Linked DNA regions of Mus musculus: region 2 is linked to region 1. A link is a contact called in public Hi-C data. All regions are on one chromosome and are shown on one strand. The core of a region is the stretch at or near the end of the contact, and the rest is flanking DNA. Distances in the headings are between cores, read along the strand shown.

Evidence for each region. A called contact is a pair of places that touch in the nucleus more often than the background predicts.
Region 2: a Hi-C map of the STO cell line shows a contact between it and region 1, with 6 times the contacts expected there. The contact joins two enhancer-like sites. A contact is called at or near these places in 1 of 484 Hi-C or Micro-C datasets (the STO cell line) and 1 of 9 other capture datasets (adipose tissue).

What each region holds. Positions count from the first base shown.
Region 1 is chr9:69,474,348-69,480,761 of GRCm38.p6, reverse strand. It overlaps Anxa2 (annexin A2), which reads right to left. Exons shown (of 13, transcript NM_007585.3): 4 at 4,615-4,709; 5 at 971-1,084. Among named protein-coding and RNA genes, the nearest start is that of Mir3109, 21 kb to the right of the region's middle. Within about 2 kb of position 3,126, at least 76 of the 459 cell types and tissues checked have an H3K27ac peak or open chromatin away from gene starts, as enhancers often do. A contact at or near this core is called in the STO cell line, where this site is marked.
Region 2 is chr9:72,668,134-72,674,547 of GRCm38.p6, reverse strand. It overlaps a transcript of Nedd4 not described here. Among named protein-coding and RNA genes, the nearest start is that of Nedd4, 22 kb to the left of the region's middle. Within about 2 kb of position 2,642, at least 6 of the 459 cell types and tissues checked have an H3K27ac peak or open chromatin away from gene starts, as enhancers often do. A contact at or near this core is called in the STO cell line, where this site is marked.

The DNA of each region.
Region 1 (6,414 bases), core at 1,877-4,376:
GATGCCACTTGAGCTATGCTGATGAACTAAAAAAGAGACAGAGAGAGATTTGACAAATCCTACAGTGGCTCTGGGCTATCAGTTCCAGGGTTCTGGTGGTACTCTATGTGTGAAGGGGCCTCATTCCTAGTGTGTTCTCCAGAAAGGATGACAACCCAACAGGGTGACATACAGCTTCCCCTCATTGAAGATGCCTTACCAAAAAGTACCAGCAGAGGGCAGCCTCAGATTATCCAACATGTCACAAGTACACAGAGAAGGGGCCCTGAGCTTTGCTGTGGCAGACATTTGTCTATCTCTTACATTTGAGTAATATTGGGTAGCTTAGGTGAGCACAAAATCCAAGGACGTTTCTAAACTAGAATTTACTAATTTAACCTCAATTCCCATGTTCAAAATAGCTTTGCAAAATCAAAACTTAGATAACAATATTATGTCCTGCAGAAACTTCCCATTGGATTCAGGTGCCAGTCCCACCCTGATATCGACCCTCACCTGCACTGCATTGCTGATTTTTGGACCAAATCCAAATTTTGGCCCAGCAACGGATTGGGGGGGGGCAGGGGGAAGCCAGAGGAAGCAGCATCCAGGAGGGCATGGGCAGAATCTGCAAGCTTTACTGAACAAAAGCTGTTTTTCTTTCTCCTTAATACCACACATATCCTCCTTAAAAAGGAAGTGTAATCAAGGAAGCAGTTTTCCCAAGAGGCATTCCAATCGCCCAGGTGCCGAGTCTCAGCAGCTGCTAACCATCACTAAGCTGCTAAGCATCAGGAAATTTCTTTGCCGTCGTTAAAAAAGAGAGAGATTGAAATATTTTTGGTTCAAATCCTGACAACTTATAGCATTGGGGGGAAATGACTTCAAATAAGACTCCAACACAACTGACAATCACCTAGTTACACTCAAAAGGCTGTAATTCACAGACGCTAATGGGCAGGTTGACGGATGACACCCCACACGTGTTTACCTTCATGGAAGCTTTTAGTTCCGAAGCATCATACTGGGCAGGTGTCTTCAATAGGCCCAAAATCACCGTCTCCAGGTGGCCAGATAAGGCTGACTTCAGCGCTGACGGGAGCTCCTGTAAAAGGGAGATGTCTCAGAGCTGCTTGGAACCAACGTCCACTCTGGAACCAGCGAGACAGAAATAAGATGGCTCTCTCTGAAAAGCAGGCTGTGTGTGAGTCTTTGACCACTCTGCCGTTTGGGGAGAACTTCCTCGTCCCCTACATCAGACCAGGAGGGCAGAAACCACATGGTAAGGGAATCCACTAACACCCAGGCTGATCACTAGGTAGCTGTAGCTGATAGCTCCTGAGAGGAGAGCTAAGAGTGGAGTCTCAGGGAGATTTCCAAGTCAAGCTGAAAAGAAGTGAGGTAGAAAGACCAGTGGAGTCCTGCAGGTCTATAGAGGTCCCAGGGAAGGCGTTTGTGATGCTGCTCTAGGGTGGGACCTTGTAGCCTGGAGCTAGCTGTGCTAGCGAGGCCGGGGGTGGGGGGGAGGGTGCTGAGCTTTCCCTATGTAAAACACCGCACCTCGCCCTGAGCCATCTCCCATCTCCTCCAGGTTGGGGCGGTGATGAATATGATGTGAACTCCAGCCCCTCAGAGTCCCTTTCAACTTCCTGTTGGACAGTGTCATCATCACGCCACTATCATCATGAACACACAATTTTAATAAAGTCGGAGGTCTGAGGCAGCACTCAGATATGTAGACAGATATCCTTAATTCAGGGTGGCTCTTAAAGATATTTCCTCGGCGACTGGATACTCACCAGCCATGGGAATGGACTAGGCCACAGCTGCACTGAACTGAACTGCATTTATTTTTATGTGGGGTGTGCGTGTTGCATGTGTGTGTGTGTGTGTGTGTGTGTAGGAGCATATGCGGGTTAAGGTCACAGAACAAGCTTAGTTGTCATTCCTCAGGTGCCCTCCACTTTCTGATTGAGATAAGGTCTCTTGTTGGCCTGGAACTTGGCCCTGTAGGCTGGCTGGCCAACAATTTCTGAGGCTCCACAAGCCTCTAAAGGTAACATACAGCAAGTGTCAAGAAAGTCAGACCTGGCATGGATGCGAACAAGCATTAGGCCCAGCCCATTCACCTCCTCCTTCTGGCTGCTGATGCCCTAACCATGCATGGGAGGTAGGAAGGTCTTTCTAAAACAACACATACCAATTATAACACCAGCTTTCCAAATTGGAACCCTGAGGTTAAGTGACTCCCAACTTGGTCTGTCCTTGACACTCCCCCTCCCGCCCCCACCCCCATCTCTGCTCTCACCTCAGGGGACATCTGGGGCACCTACTGGATTTTTCCACTTTGACTTGAATTGCTCAGAATGCCCAGTATAGGACTCAGCACAAATAAAAATCCCAGAAGGGATCAATAGAACAACAACTGTTCTCTGCATAGAGAAACCTTGTGTCTAGCACTAGTTTGAAGGGACAAAGCATAAAATGCAAACTTCCTCCCTGTGTCCCTCTTTTACTAGCTGTGACAGTATCTGCAGCAGCTCACCACCTGGGCAGGGTCCCTCTGTCCCTCTAGACCAGTGGTTCGCAACCTTCCTAGTGCTGCAACCCTTTAATAGGGTTCTTTGTCCTGGTCAGAAAGGCCACGGTGATCCCAGCCACAAAAGTATTTTTGTTGCTACTTCATAACTGTGTGTTTGCTGCTACTCTGAGTCATCAGGTAAACATCTGTTTTCCGGTGGTCTTAGGCGAGTCCTGTGAAAGGGTTGCTCAACCCCTGAAAGAGATCATGACCCACAGACTGTGAACCACTGCTGCAGACCAGTCTTGACAAACAGTGCACCTAAAACAATACTAGGACGTCCTTTTAGAAAATTACCTCAGGCAGTTGCGGCATCTTCCTGTGACAGATAATCACCCTGGACCATTAAGTATCATCAGGGCAGTGGGCTGTCCTTAGCACGCGCTAATGCCTGTGTGTTTGCTGACCCTTCTCATGATTCTAATAATGTGTTTACTCCAACAGGCTCTGCAGGATCTGCGTTCTCCAGCTACCTAACATGAAGCCAAGCTCAGTGTGCACACACAGTTCCAAGGCCACACTGAATGAGCAGTTATTTCCTTCAGTCCAGAATAGTGGATCTCCTGTTCCAACGGGAACTTGGCTCTTGCAGCTCTCAGATCCTTTGGGACAGCCAGAGACATAAAACACTCCCTTCTGAGCCTCACTGCAGAAGATTAACACACGTCATCCCGTGAAAGGAGAATTGTAATGCATGTGGGATGAAGGGAGCTAGCTGCTTTCCCATTTACGTCCTTTCCCAACTGCTTTGGAGCACGGAGGACAGAGCTTCAGCCAGGCTTGACCTGGAACTCCCAGGACCTGGTGGTCACGCCAACTCCAGGGACACACAGTTTCTCCTGGCATTCTTTCAGGTCAATGCTACTGTAGCGGGGAGTGAAAGCCTCAAGTCAGGCGGGAGCCGCATGAGGTCACCCTGATGGCACTGTCCGAATATAAGTCAAAAGCTTTTAATAGCAAAGCGTTAGAGATTAAGTAGCATATCCTTAAAGGTAAAATGTCCTAGTGCTGTGGGAAACTAAGGTGGACAAGACGGGGCCTGCTTTAGCCACGAGTGGACGAGCAAAGGGAAAACACACACAGAAAACTCCATAAACACTAGGAGCGAAGCCTATTGAAGATAGCAGGCTGGACCACAGCACTTCAGCCACGATGAATCTGATAAAGAAGCTGTGTGTGTGTGTGTGTGTGTGTGTGTGTGTGTGTGTGTGTGAGATTTAGAGCTCTCTGAATCAGCTAAATTGACTGTCTGGGGAGCCCCAGGAATCCTATCTAGCGTCCCTAGCACTGGGGTATTTAGCTCTTTTAACGTGGATGCTGAAGATTGAACTCAGATACTCATGCTTGTGTGACAAGCACTTTACCAACAGAGCTGTCTCCCCAGCCCCTCAGTGTAAATGAGAAGCACACGTTAGGACTCACGCCCAGTGGAGGAAACCATTCTGAAATTACATTCACAACATCTGACGAAGAAGCCAGAGAAGCCATGAGAGGAAGTGAGTTGCTACCTAAGCACAGCAATGACAGAGTCAGCACATAACCCGTGGGACCATTGCTTCTCTTCCTTGTCGTCTATTCCAGAATGCCTCCCTCGTGTGTTCCAGGATGTCACCTTTCCATTCTACCTCCCACGGCTGTACCTATGAAAGCAGCAACCCTCTCAAGGATATAAGAGGGAAACCTTGGACATCCAAGAGTTCTAGAAGGATCCTTTTGGTTAAAGAAGATCCACAACTCACAAAAAGAAAAAGTAATGTTGGACGGGGTAGGGGTGGAGAATGGGTTAGCAGGTAATGGTGCTAAATGTAAAAAAAAAAAAAAAAAAAAAAAAAAAAAAAAAAAAAAGCCAGATGTGGTATCCCCAGCATTTCTGTGACAAGATAGAAATTGAAGACAGGGGAATCATCTGGAAGCTTTAGGGCCTGCCACCCTACGGTATGCAGGGCAACACAAACAAGGGACACACACACACACATATTAATTAAGAACAGAACAGGCAATATCTGAGAACATTAACTCAACAAGGCCTGCCCTCCACACTAAGGTTCCAGTACCTTTTTGGTCCTTCTCTGATAGGCGAAGGCAATGTCCTGCCTCTGCACATTGCTGCGGTTTGTCAGGATGTTGACAATGGTGACCTCATCCACTCCTGTGGAGAATCAAGTTATGAACAGTTACCCCACCACACGCTTTAGGAGACGTTCACACAGTGAAATCCACATACTCTCTCCCCAACCCAATACTAGAATGTCACGACTAGCTCATCCCTCTTCCTGACCAAACACAGGCACCCTCATTACCTTCTTCCCCAGAAAGCCTTGGACCTTGGGCCTCAACCCTTTAAATATTTGCACTTAAAAAGCTATTTTATTCATAAATTGGTTTCCAAAATCAACAGTGGGAGGTACACGTGTGGAACTCTGGCAGTCAGATGGAACGAACAACAAAGATTTTAAATGAAGGTCCCCAAATTGCCACTTAACTGGAGAATTAATAGACAGAACCTTCAAAATGAATTAATAGAGACAATTATTTATATTTATTGCAAGATTATGGCTGTATAAATGGCTAGGTATAATTTTTATAATTATACCAGCTGTCATGACAAATGAGTCAGGCTTAATATGGCAGTTATATTTTAATAGCTAATTGATTAATAGAACCACACTTATTGAAGATGAGATTGTCTCACAAGGAAAGTATACATCCTGTGCTTTCAATCTTCAATAGGTGACTTTAATAATCAATTTTACAACTGTATTAAAAAAGAATAAGTGCTTTAATCTAAATTAAATCTAAATTGGGAGTTTTGAAGTGCCACCCAAATGTTTCAGTACCTATTTTAATTGGAACATGTGTATTTACAAAGATAAGCAAGGTTCGAGGTATCTGAAAGTTTCCAATTTTTATATCAGAAATATTCCTCACATGTCATTTAACTCAGCAAAGCTCAGTTTTGAGGATTCAGGCAGCAAGAGAGCTTTCCGCTGTCTGACTATGAACTTTGCTCAATAAAAGGAAAAGCCTTTGCCATGACTGGTGGGCAATTCCAGAGTCCCTAAGCACAAAAGGTCACTTACAGACTGCACCCAACTTGTCTTACAGAAAGTCAGAGGCATCCCAAAGCACTTGGAGCTCAGAACTATGATGTTTGGGCGGCAGAACAATGAACAGTTGGACAGTGGAAGCATCCTGATGCTTCACGCGCATTTACAACGTGATAATTTCCGGGTATAAAAAGAAAGATGCTTTAAAACATTCATGTACTCATTTCCAAGTGGGGTCACGTACTAATAAATGTCTAGCACTCCACTTAGATTTTAGAGTAGTCAGTGTGAATACAGTGTGAATACAGTGTGAATACCCTATTGCTAGACACTGAGGTGGGTTTGAGGATACGGATTATCACCCTTGTATGTCCAATAAGGGACTGATTACATAATCTCATTTTGTCCACACACTGGAATACTATGCTATGTATGTGGTCATTTAAAATAAAGCAAGGTGAATTATTTTTATTCTTTTTTGAGGATTTTTTGTTGTTGTTGTGCTTTTGTTTGTTTGTTTTTTCAGTTTTTTGGTGGTTTTTGGTTTTGAGACAGGGATTCACCCAGCTGGTCTCAAATTCACAGAAATCTGCCTGCCTCCTGCCTCCTGCCTCCTGCCTCCTGCCTCCTGCCTCCTGCCTCCTGCCTCCTGCCTCCTGCCTCCTGCCTCCTGCCTCCTGCCTCCTGCCTCCTGCCTCCTGCCTCCTGCCTGCTGAGATTAAAGCTGTATGGACTATACAAAGAAACCCTGTCTCGAAAAACAAACAAGCAAAACCAACAAAGGAATATGGATGGATCTGTGTAGAA
Region 2 (6,414 bases), core at 1,393-3,892, 3.2 Mb before region 1:
GTGAGACCATTAACAGTGGATCAAGGTGAAGGCTCAGGGGCTTCTGAATCATTCAGACTGTGAACAATGAACACATGCTTGTTGAGACACGAAGCTATTGTTAATATTACCAGACAGCTAAAGGTAATAATCCTCACAGGCCCATGACTGTCAATGTACTGTATACATTTGAACATCTATTCTGCAGTTAAGAATGTTTGCTCTGCAGCCTTTAGGATGTGTTCTTAAGCCAAAGTCATTGGTAATACTGTACAATTTTTATCATTTATTTAAAGATTTATTTTTATTTTTAATTATGTTGGGGGGCGCTATGCATATGAATGCTGGTGCCTGCAGGAGTCAGAGGCAGCTGTTAGCTACCAGATACCAGACATGGAAGTTGGAAATCAACATGGGGCTCTGCAAAGGCAGCAAGAACTCTCAATGACAGAGCTTTCTCTCCAGCCTCATCTGATTTTTTCAAAAATTATGTTTTAACAATTTTGAAAAAGGCATTGGTGTCTTTATCCAAAATAGAATTTTTAATTTTTCCTTTAATTCTGTCAAGTTTTGAGCCATACATCTGCAAGTTCTGGTACCAGGCACATACCCATTTCTGCCTAATACATTCCTGGTGATTTTATTATCATTGTGAAATATTTGAAAATACCTTTCCCTTATTTTAGCAGATTTTAATTGTTTTTGATTTTGTTTTTTTCATGACAGGGTTACTCTTGTGTAGCCCTAACCATCCTAGAATGCTATATGTAGACCAGGCTGGCCTACAGAGTCAGAGATCTACCTGCCTCTGCCTCCTGATAGCTGGGATTAAAGACATGTGCCACACTGCCTGGCTCGTATTCACGTTAATCTTTATCATACCATTTTTGCATCCATTTTCCCCAACCTAGGTATATCATTGAATTTAAGTATGTTTTTTAAAGAGTTGCTTCATAATTTATGTGCATACAGTGTATGCCTCTGTGTTATGTGTACATGTGCCTGCCAAAGCCATAAGAGTGTTGGATCTCCGTGAGCTGGATTTACAGACAGTTGTAAGCCAGCTAATGTGGGTGCTTGTAATTATTACATGATTGGATACAAGTATATTAACTCATGTTTTCCTTCCCTTGTCCTGTCCCCTTTAAAAAGAATTGTTTTGTACTGACTTTTTAATTGTTTCAAGAACTTCAGTTTAAAATTTCTGCTTTTACAGCTCTAGAGTACAACTATGCTTGCATAGCTATGGTGGTGGTGGCACATGCCCTTAAATCCAGCACTTGAGAGACAGAGACAGGCAGTCCTGAGTTCAAGGCCAGCCTAGTCTACAGAAGTAATTTTAGGATAGCCAGAGAAACTGTCAAAAAGAAACAAACAAAAACAAAAAACCTCCAAATTTCTGCTCTTACAAAACCTAAAATTCTTCACATTACTGTTGAAATGTTGATATGATTATGTTTTCTATTTCATACCCTTAATGATTCACTTTGCCTATGCTTTCTACCACACGATCCTTCCATGCAGGGTCACAGCAAACACACACCCTATCCTTTATGCTGTTATTCCCATAAGCATTCCTTTCATCCCTTTTATCTAATATGAATCCGTAAGACAAGGTTGTTGAATCATGATTCCAATGGGCCCTGTATAAGGTTAAGAGCATTTACTGCTCTTGCAAGGGACCCAAGTTTGATTCCCAGCACAAACATGGCAGATCACAGCCAATTATAACTCTAGTTCCAGGAGACTAATATCCTCTTCTGACCTCTATGGACATCAAATGTTCAAACATATACATGAAGACAAAACACCCACACACAAAAATAAAACTTTTAATTAATTAAAAAAAAAAGCATCTGTAGATTCCAGGTATTTATCACTTCTGATGGTCTTTTCCTTTCTCTTCACCAGGAGCTTTAACCTGCTTTAACATTTCTTCTTTAAAAAGATTTAAGTTGTGTGTACATGTGTGCAGTGCCTGTGGAGGCCAGGAGAGGGCGCCAGATCCCCTGGAGTTGGTCACAGGCAGTTCCCAGGGAAACCTCAGTAAAAGCAATACAGGATTGCTGAGCCAACTCTCCAGTCCAGTTGTATATTTCATTGATCGTTTTCCAAATTTAGACACTTATTCTTTAAAAAGATTTTATTTCATTATTTATCTCTCTGGGATGTAGTTCAAACAGACCTTTCTTCTTCATCATCTTCTAATTGGTAAATGATCCCCATTAATCTATGTTCAGTTCATCTTTGTTCTATGTATCCATTCAGAAATCACGGCCAACCAAAGAACTTGAATTTCAATTATATTTTAGTTGTAGAGTTTCCCCGGTATTTTATTATTTATTTATCTATTTATGTCTCTACTTCATTCCTGAGATTTCCAATGTTTTGACTGACAATGAGCATATATTCTTTCTCCCTTTCTTTTTTTCTTTCTTTCCCACCCAGTTTTTGTTTCGTGGAGACAGAGTCTCGCTATGCAGCCCTGGAACTCACTATGTAGACCAGACTAGCCGTGAGTGCCTCCCATCACATTCTGCTCACATATTCCTTATTGATTGACAGTGTGTCCCACTTCCCTTGCTCTTTACAGACCAGGTGACTACATGCTGTACCGTGGACATTGTAAGCTGAGTTACAGAGACTCTGGGTTGTTTTTTTCTGTGTTTATCTATCTTGTTTAGACACTCACTCTCTGCTCAGATCTTCTGACACCAGCTGAGAGGCCAACTCTTTCTCTTCCAGAATCCCCACCACTGCCAGGCTTCCTGCCAATCTCTCATTTCTCCACCAGAGTCCAACCCCTGCTCCAGGTTTTCAGGCTGTGGAGACCACCAACCCCTGCCTCAGGTTGTAATTCTCCCTGGCTGACTAATTCCTCTAAGGGAACCCCGCCACACCACTGGGTCTCTCCCATGTAGCTCCAACCCAGTGCGCCCCGCTCTGCTCACTTGATACTCAGAGCTCCTTTTTCTACTGTAACCAGAGATTATGCTGGTTATTATCTGCTAACGGATTTAGAGAATTAAAATGCTATCAAATTCTGGGGGCAGAACTCAATAGTAAATCTATAACTACAACTGTCTTTAATTTTGCAAATTCATTGATTCAGATACCAAGAAAATAATCAGCCACTTACCCTGTAAGGATCTCACTGTGTACCAAAATTTGCTACTATCACTCAGATTTTCATTTAATCAAAGTTCAAGAAAGAAACTAAGCAATACTGTTTCCTTAAACCCCAAGCTCATGCATTGTTATTTACCTGGCTCCCAAGATGTCTTTCTTGGCCAGGCCTATGCCAGCTATAACCTTCACTCTCACAACTCGTGTGTCATCCTAAAATACAAAAAGGTGTTTTATTTTCATGTCATTACAAGCTATCTAATACAATAGTCACGAGAATACTAAATTCAAAGGAATATTTAAAAGTAAGTAATCTGATTGAAAGCTATATAGAAGAAAATAAAGACAAAATTTACAATTTTTAGATACATTTAATCACACACACAAAAACCAAAGAACTAAAGTCAAGTTATTACACATAGTAATTTAGCTTTCTTTCTTTTTTTTTTTTTTTTTTTTTTTTTAAGATTTTATTTATTATTATAGTAAGTACACTGTAGCTATCTTCAGACACACCAGAAGAGGGAGTCAGATCTTGTTACAGATGGTTGTGAGCCACCATGTGGTTGCTGGGATTTGAACTCTGGACCTTCGGAAGAGCAGTCGGGTGCTCTTACCCACTGAGCCATCTCACCAGCCCCCTAATTTAGCTTTCTTATAATAAACTTTTAATGACAAATTATAACTAAGGAAGTTACCACTGTTGCTGTGTTCATACCATGAAATCAAAAGCTCATAGTCATTTGTAATAACTACAAAGAAAAGGTAGTTTTTAAGTACCATTAAACAGTTTATAAATAACAGTGAACACACTATGATATGTCAAATACCAATGATCTTGCATGTCAACAGTGGAATGAGGTCTCATGGGAGAATTTCCTTGTCTTAAAAGAGATATATCATCTGAGGGTAGCTGGGGGGAGAAGTTGGCAGGGTAAATATGATCACATTACATTGTCTATGGCTAGGTGTGGTGATAAGCCACTTTAACCCCTTGGAGCCAGCACTAGAACAATTCAAGACCAGCGTGGTTTACATAGCAAGTTCCAGGCTAGTCAGGGCTATTATGAGATCCTGCCTCAAAGGAAATTCATTAATTTGGGGGGTTGAGAAATAGCTCAGCAGTTTAAAGCATTAGCTGTTCTTCCAAAGGATCTGGATTCAATTCCTAGCACCTACACGGGGGCTCACAACCATCTCTAAGTCCAGGTCTAAGGTCTGAAGAGGCCCTCTTCCAGTCTCTATGGACACTAGGAATACACACCATATAAAGGCATACATACAAACAAAACACCCATACGCATAAATAAGAATTTAAAAACATACGTTGTGGAGCTCCAGGTACGGATCAGCAGTGAACAGCACGTGCTCCTCTTCCAGGGAATTCGGATTCAACTCCCAGCATCCACATGGAGGCTCACAAGTATCTGTAACATCACTTCCGGGGGATCCGCCACCATCTTCTGTCTTATCCAGGCAAAACTCCCATACCCATAATTTAAAAAAATAAATACATTGTTGTGAAATTCTCAACAAAATAATAAAAATATTATACTTTCTAAAGTGATGAATAACAAAGTATTCAGCAGAAAATGGCACAAATTCTGTAACTTATTCTCAAGTGGCTCAGCAAATAAAAAGTTGGATGTGAGTCTGTGCAAATGTAGGTAATGTCTCCAAGCTGTGGACTACACTGTTGTACGCACTCTTAACCTACAGATTATAAATCGTTTAAATCAAAAAAGGGTAGGTATTCTGGATTCATTTCAGATACTGGGGAAAATATTCCAATAAAAAGCAACCTTGGGGATTTGGCTTAAAAACATTCAGTCCGCCAGGCGGCGCACTTAATCCCAGCACTTGGGAGGCAGAGGCAGGTGGATTTGAGTTCCAGGACAGCTGGGGCTATACAGGGAAATCAAGGCAAGAATTGAAGCAGCTCTCATATATACTCAGTCACGAGCAGAGGCTTGCTGCCCATCAGTCAGCTTTCCTCTTACATTGTTTGGAACCCCTGCCTAAAATGTCTGTAAGACAGTTCAGTATAATGCAAGCTTCCGTAAACTCAGTGCACAGCCTGGTAATACTGTGTTCATTCTCTTTTTATAGACTCATGCTAACTGTGCTGGCTAGTTATATGTGAACTTGACACAGCTATTGTCATGAGAGAAGGAACCTCAATATAGGCAGAAAATGTCCCAAGACTGGACTGTAAACTAGTATTTGTAATTAGTGATTGATGTGAGAGGGCCAGGCAACCTCTATGCTGGTAGACTTGGGTGCTTTAAGGCAGGCTGAGCAAGCAATGAATGACGAGCCAGTAAGTGGGCTCTACAGTAGCTTCTGCCTCCAGGTACCTGCAAAACCTAGAGTTCCTGCTCTAAATCCTTCAATGATGGACCACAATGTGGCCAATGTAAGCTAAGTAAAGCCCTTCCTCCCCACCTCACTGTTGGTCATAGTGTCTCTCAGACAATAAGACACTAAGACAGGTGAGAATAAGTTACTTGAGCTGAGTGCCACTCACAATAAACTGGGTCTTCTTATATGAAGTAACCATCAAGACAACCCCCACGGGCTGGTGAGATGGCTCAGTGGGTAAGAGTACCCGACTGCTCTTCCGAAGGTCAGGAGTTCAAATCCCAGCAACCACATGGTGGCTCACAACCATCTGTAACAAGATCTGACTCCCTCTTCTGGAGTGTCTGAAGACAGCTACAGTGTACTTACATTAATAAAATAAATAAATCTAAAAAAAAAAAAAAAAAGACAACCCCCACACATCTGTTCACAGACCAACCTGATTCAGATAATTCCTCATTAAGAGCCTTCCCCTACTATTTGTACATAGTTTTAATGCCAGCACTCAGGAGTTAGAAGCCAGCAGATAGATCTCTGGACTATATAATGAGTTCCAAGGTAGCCGGTGCTACACAGTAGGATCCTGTCTCAATATACATATTTTTCCACATACATATGTTTAAAATTGTACAAGATACAGAAACAAAATAAACAAACTTCAACTGATAATATTAAAAACACTGTTGAAGGACATTAGAGAACTAATAAATGAAGACATTCTCTGTGCTTGTTGATGAAAAATTTTAATAAGTTGCCTATTTTCTCCAAAGTAATATATAAATCCAATATAATTCCAACCTCCAACTCCTTATATTTTTGTGGTCTTATTAAATGACTAGAGTCCATATTGAAATGTAAAAAGACAACATTAACAATGGCACCCAATTACTATCTTACACAACAAGCATAAGAAACAAAATTCGGGCTGGAGAGATGGCTCAGCGGGTA